Linked DNA regions of Gossypium hirsutum: region 1 is linked to region 2. A link is a contact called in public Hi-C data. All regions are on one chromosome and are shown on one strand. The core of a region is the stretch at or near the end of the contact, and the rest is flanking DNA. Distances in the headings are between cores, read along the strand shown. Region 1 holds the start of LOC107957022 (plant UBX domain-containing protein 1). Region 2 holds the start of LOC107957004 (protoporphyrinogen oxidase, mitochondrial).

Region 1 (2,848 bases), core at 277-2,776, 280 kb before region 2:
GCTTTTGAGAAGAGGTAGTAGAAAAAATTAAAAGTCATTATTGAAAACCTGCTATCATTAATGGTTAGGTCGGTGATGTGAAAAGACAGGGTCTATTAGTATCCAGCTGTCGATTTGACTGGTATAGGATAAGATTTGATTTTCTGATTTGATTTAGTTGAAATTGGACGAGTTGGGCTAGTTCCGTAAGTTTTAGGCCCAATTTTATTTAGTAGGCTTTTGTTTTTTTTTTAGTTATTCTTTTGATTAGTATCTTGTTAATGGACTTCAGTCCAGTTCTGTTCTATGTATTATTTCTTTTTATTAATAAATCCAGTCAGATCTTTTATTCAAATATATATATGATTTTTTATTTAATATTAGATTTATTTTGTTTTGTTTTTATTATTTGATATTTGATACTTTTATTATTATTCTATTTTAATATGCTCACTTGCACCATTGTGATTTTCTTTATCACGGTGTTTCAAAATATTATGTCTAATAAGTTGAAGTATCTCAAAATTTTGAAGTATTTTTTTTCTTTTGTAAGATGTTACTGGTTTGATTATTAATGTCAAATATAATTTTTTTTAAAAAATATTTAGTATTTAATATTTTACTATTGGTTGCTTTTTTTTCATTTTTTAAATATTTTATTTTATTTTTTAATTATTTTTTAAAATTAATCAACATTTATTATAAATTAAAGGATTAATATTAAATTTAATTTTCAATGTTTACATCTTTTATCAATTTTATCATTATTCTTTTTTTCATTAAATTTGACCCTCAGCCTTTCAAAAAAGAGACATTGTTTTTTTAACGAAAATACTAACTATAGCATTATTTTTTTAACAGTATTAGCATGACAATTCACATAAACTTCATGCTGACAAGACCCTATTTGTCTTATACGCTACGTCAACAAATAATTTAAATTTTACAAAAATAATAATAATAAATTGAGTACATGTGAATTGTTAAGCAGGCTACCATAATTAAAATTATAATGTTTTAGTTAGTATTTTCGTTAAAAAAATAATTCTACTCTTTTTAAAAGATTAATAATCAAATTCGATTTTTTTAAAAGATTGATAATCAAATTCAACTTTCCAAAATTGAATGTGTTGAATGTGTTTAATAAGTAAATGAAAAAAAATTTGTTGTAAATGTCATAATCATCAGGAATTGAATTCAATTTGTTTATTCCACAAGCCTTAAGTCAAATTGATGAACATCCTCCAACATTATTTTTTTGGTTTTCTAAATGTAAAAAAAAAAAAATTATCGATTAAGTTTTAATTTAATTAGTATAGAATAATATATTATTTTTAATGTAAGAAGATGTGAGTTTAAGTGTGTTGAAGGTCATATGAATAGTTCTAAGCATTATTCTAAAAGCAAAAGATATAATCAAAAAAAAATATAATAAAATTAATTAAAAAATTTCCATTTGAAGTTAGATATATGATAAAATGAAGTTTTTATTTGTAAGTAGGTGGATTAAATTAGAACATTGTTAGCCCAAAAGTTGAATTGGTCGAGCCCAAACTATCTTTGTTTTCTAAAAGAAGAAAGGAATAAACTAATAAGGAATATACTAGCAAGAAATTCCAAAGAGGCAAATCAAGCAAGCAGGAGCTTTTACAGAAGCAAGGCAACCCCGTACCCTTCCCAGAAAAAAAGGTGGAAATTTCATCTGCAGCTGATGATTGGAGATGGTTCTTCACCACTACCTTTAAATAGGAGGAGATTAACTAATATTGATTCCATGGAGGCTGCATCAGCTAAAGTCGGTCCTTGATTTAATTTTTGTTCTTGCTGTTCTATATGTTGTTTTTAAGTATTGGGTTGATCCGGGTTTTTACTTTGATTATCGATTCCTATGATGGGTCTGCATCCTCTTGTTTATGCAACTGAGTTTGTTTCTGTTTCTTTATTTTTAGATAGTGAAAGAAAGATTTAAGTCGGTGAATCATTATATATCTAGTTGAGCTCAAATCTTTTAACATGGATGATAACTGAAATTAGCTTAACTTTGATGGAATTAAACTTCATCTTGGTTTCCTTTTGCTATCTTTATCAAGAATAGTGGTTCATTCATGAAAGTTGGTCAGTAGCTTCTCTTTTGGTTTTTAGGTGAAATTGCTGTTAAAAAGTTTATACGAAGGTAAATTCCGGGGGTAATTCTTTCCCCTCTTTGTTTACTTCTTTGAGTAGCTTTTTTGTAGTAATCGTCTATAAGGAATGTCATGCATATGAAGTTGTTGAAACCCGGTTGGATTTGGACATAACCGTCTCGAAGGAACACCGACAGCTTTTTACATTATTCATATGGTTGTCATAAGTGTCAAGACAGATTTTGCTTTCCTTTATGTAATTATATTTGATGGAACTATACATTAGGACCTCTAATTCACGACTCCGTAACTCGCATGATATGTTGTATGCAGGTTGCTGTTACGCAATTTATTTATGCTTTTTTTTAATTATTTCATTTCTATGATTATAGGCTAAACTTGCTGCTGCAAAAGAGAAATTTGGACGAGAAATTCATGTCTTCGAAACTGAAGGACCATCGCCAATACAAAATGAAGTGCCCAGCACTGGTGCGAGCGACCCTGCAAAACATATTTTCAGACTTTTAACTTGCCTATTGACTAGAAGTGACAGTTCATTTCGTAAACTGATAAAATGCACTTATTTATTTTTGGGCAGAGGAGTCGGATGACGTCTATGAGTTCACAGCAGAAGATTATCATCGAGTAATGGCAACTAAAAAGGAAGGTACTTTTGGCAATGAACACAACTCATTTATCAATTTTATCCTCTAGCTTCATTTAGATATTTTTACCAGCTGATTTTG
Region 2 (2,880 bases), core at 376-2,875:
TAGGATTTCAGTTCAAGGTATAGATATTAACTGGACTACTGTGAACCAATTTATTGATGTTCGATCGGGTACCTGGAATAAGGACATTATTCGTTGATTTGTTGATGATGAGCAAGCTACTCGTATCTTCAACATTCCCCTTGAGTCTTCTGGAGCCAAGGATGTAATGGTTTGGCGCTACGATACGTTAGGTGAAAAGTGGGTATCATGTATTACTTACAGCAAATAGACAACTCTATGGTTACAATTCAGAACCTTGTGGCCTCTACAAGATATTCTACAGAGCGCTCGGGGACCTACAGGTCCCGGCTAAACTAAGGATTCACATGTGGCGGTTATTTAACAACTATGTTCCCCACTTCAGCAATTTAGTGAAGCGAAGAGTGCAGGTTGCCAATGTTTGTCCTCTTTGTAAGGAGGTGTCGGAGGATATTGATCATTTATTATGGTCCTGTGGTGTGTTGAGGCAGTTGTGGCATTCGCTGAACCTGTCGGTTGATGTCAACTTAGGTACCTTGGATGGGAAAAATCAGTTAGTCAACACTTTTATCACAGCTGATAATGCTACCAGGAAATTGTTAGTTATCTCGTTCTGGGCCTTTTGGTCTACGCGTAATAAAGTGGTTTATGAAGGTTTAAAATTTTCCCAGCAGGATCTAGTAGGTTTTGTGCAGGGTTATGCTTTTGAGTTGAGTTTGCCTAAAGTTCCAGTGGCTAGCCCATTATCTAATGCGTCTACGTTGTGGCAACCCCCGACCTCTGGGTTTACTAAACTTAATTTTGATGCCTCTTTTCAGGAAGACTCTAATACTTCTACAGTGGCTGTTCTAGCCCGGAACGATATGGGGTTAATTTTGGGTGCATGCACTTACCCCTATACTGATGTTGCAGATGCGTTTGTTGCAGAAGCCAGGGCCTGTGAACGTGCTCTCCTTTTTGCGATTGATATGGGCTTCAGGTTGGTCATCTTGGAAGGGGATTCGCTTACGATTATAAAGAAGCTAACAACTGTTAAAGAAGACAGATCCATACTCAGACCAATCCCTCAGAGTATTCGGAGGCTTGAGAAATATTTGGACAAAGTGACTTACCAGTTTGTCCCGAGAACTGTTAATAGAGCGGCTCACACTCTGGTTTTATAGGGGCGCAGGCGGACCTCACCATGTTTCTGGGTTGAGGAGGTGCCAATTTCTGTTGAAAATCTGGTGGCTGAAGACTGTTCGGACTGGAGACGCCACTGCTGAGAGCTTTGGGGCTTTGAAGTCGCGGAGAAGGTTCTTTGAATCTCCGGCGTGGGTGGTTCAAAGCTGTAGTTTCCTCTGTTTGTGGCTTCTATGGGTTTGAGAAGAAGAGGAACGGTTAGCTGGTGTTCTTTAGGCGTCTGTTTTGGGGGCTTGTGGTGCTTTTCAGTCTCTGGTTTTGATTTTGCTGTGTGCTTTATTTTCCTGTTTTGTGTGTTTCTTTTTGGTTTTGGTTGTCGTTTCGTGTGCTGTTATTCTGTTTGTGTTGTTTGTCTCTTGCCACCCCCTTCATTTAATGAATGCCAGTTGTTTTTTTTGACCAAAAAAATTTTAATTTAATTAATTTAATTTGAATAATTCAAAATTGAAACTCGAATCGAATTTTGGTCCATGCTAAGCTTAATAGCAGAATTTGATGCGAGTGTTTATAAGAAACGGGCTTGTAGATAGCTTTTAACATCCTTTTCGAAGAATGTTAATGCTGAGCCCAAAACACAAGGAGATTACCGGACCCAAAGAGGGCCGAAACCTGAACAAGAATGTTAAATATCGCCCCATTTTGCGTGCTAGCATCGGGAATCTCGAAACCCGGAACGAAAATGGCGTCAACTGAAAACAAAGATGACCACTGTACACCTATCTATCTCTATCTCTCTCATCTAATATCTTAAATTCTAATTTCGCAATGATCTAGCTTTTGTTTTTTGTGCTGATTTTTGAAGTGTTCCTTTCTCAGCTTCTGCTAAAAGAGTAGCTGTCATTGGCGCTGGTGTTAGGTACGGTTTCGAATTTTACATTTCGTACATTTTTTCTCGTTATAACTTTTTAATTTTTGTATAGTTGTTTTGATTTTTTGATCGGGTGTAAAAGATGATTTATCAAGAAACTGGAATTTGGAAATGGTAATTTAGTTAGCTAATTTAACTTTTGACTATAATGAAGTGGACTCGCGGCAGCTTACAAGTTGAAATCACAAGGTTTACATGTTACGGTATTTGAATCTGAAGGAAGAGCTGGAGGGAAGTTAAGAAGTGTTTCGAGGGATGGTTTGATATGGGATGAAGGAGCAAATACAATGGTAAACGTTGTTTCTTTTTAGAAGCTTTAATTGCTTTTCTGGTTAAGTAGATGACAAATGCGCTTGTGAATTTTAAAATGCAATGATGATATTGCTTTTTGATGTGAATGTTTGATTTATTAGTGCAGACTGAAAGTGAGATTGAAGTGAGAAGTTTGTTTGATGATCTTGGTATTCAAGATAAGCAACAAGTTGTAAGTGTTCCTAGTTTCCTATAGCTCTATCCGTTCCTGTGTAAATGATAATTTGAGGCTATTAGTTGTAAGTTTATTTATCCTTCAGTACCCCAGTCTTTGCAACAGTATAAGTACTAGGATTTTCAACTTATATTTAATTTTTTGGGGGATAAAATTATAGTTTTTTTCAACTCATAAAAACTGTATATAATTAAATTTTATATGAACATTAATAACTTTTAGGAACTTTGGGGAGGAGGGGGGTTGGTGGTGACTGCCTCCACCTGCCCCCTATTTCGGTTCTTGCTTTTCAAGTTCAACTGAAAGCTTGGGAGTTCCTGAAGGATGATAGTAAAAATAAGAGTATTACTTTCCTTGATTAACT

The links. Hi-C and Micro-C count contacts between places; a contact is called where the count stands out from the background.
Region 1: a contact with region 2 is called in a Hi-C map of leaf, with 3 times the contacts expected there. The contact joins the promoter of LOC107957022 here to the promoter of LOC107957004 in region 2. A contact is called at or near these places in 6 of 34 Hi-C or Micro-C datasets (callus and leaf).

Annotation. Positions count from the first base shown.
Region 1 is chrA05:85,219,833-85,222,680 of Gossypium_hirsutum_v2.1, reverse strand. LOC107957022 (plant UBX domain-containing protein 1) reads left to right here and starts at 1,526. Exons shown (of 7, transcript XM_016892448.2): 1 at 1,526-1,774; 2 at 2,495-2,591; 3 at 2,701-2,769. The coding sequence starts at 1,691. It overlaps LOC107957023 (a long non-coding RNA gene), which reads right to left and starts at 130. Exons shown (of 5, transcript XR_005926412.1): 1 at 1-130.
Region 2 is chrA05:84,936,439-84,939,318 of Gossypium_hirsutum_v2.1, reverse strand. It overlaps LOC107957004 (protoporphyrinogen oxidase, mitochondrial), which reads left to right and starts at 1,625. Exons shown (of 19, transcript XM_016892432.2): 1 at 1,625-1,871; 2 at 1,978-2,017; 3 at 2,184-2,319; 4 at 2,448-2,513. The coding sequence starts at 1,781. LOC121229152 (a long non-coding RNA gene) reads right to left here and starts at 1,561. Exons shown (of 5, transcript XR_005926768.1): 1 at 1,092-1,561; 2 at 873-1,008; 3 at 73-514.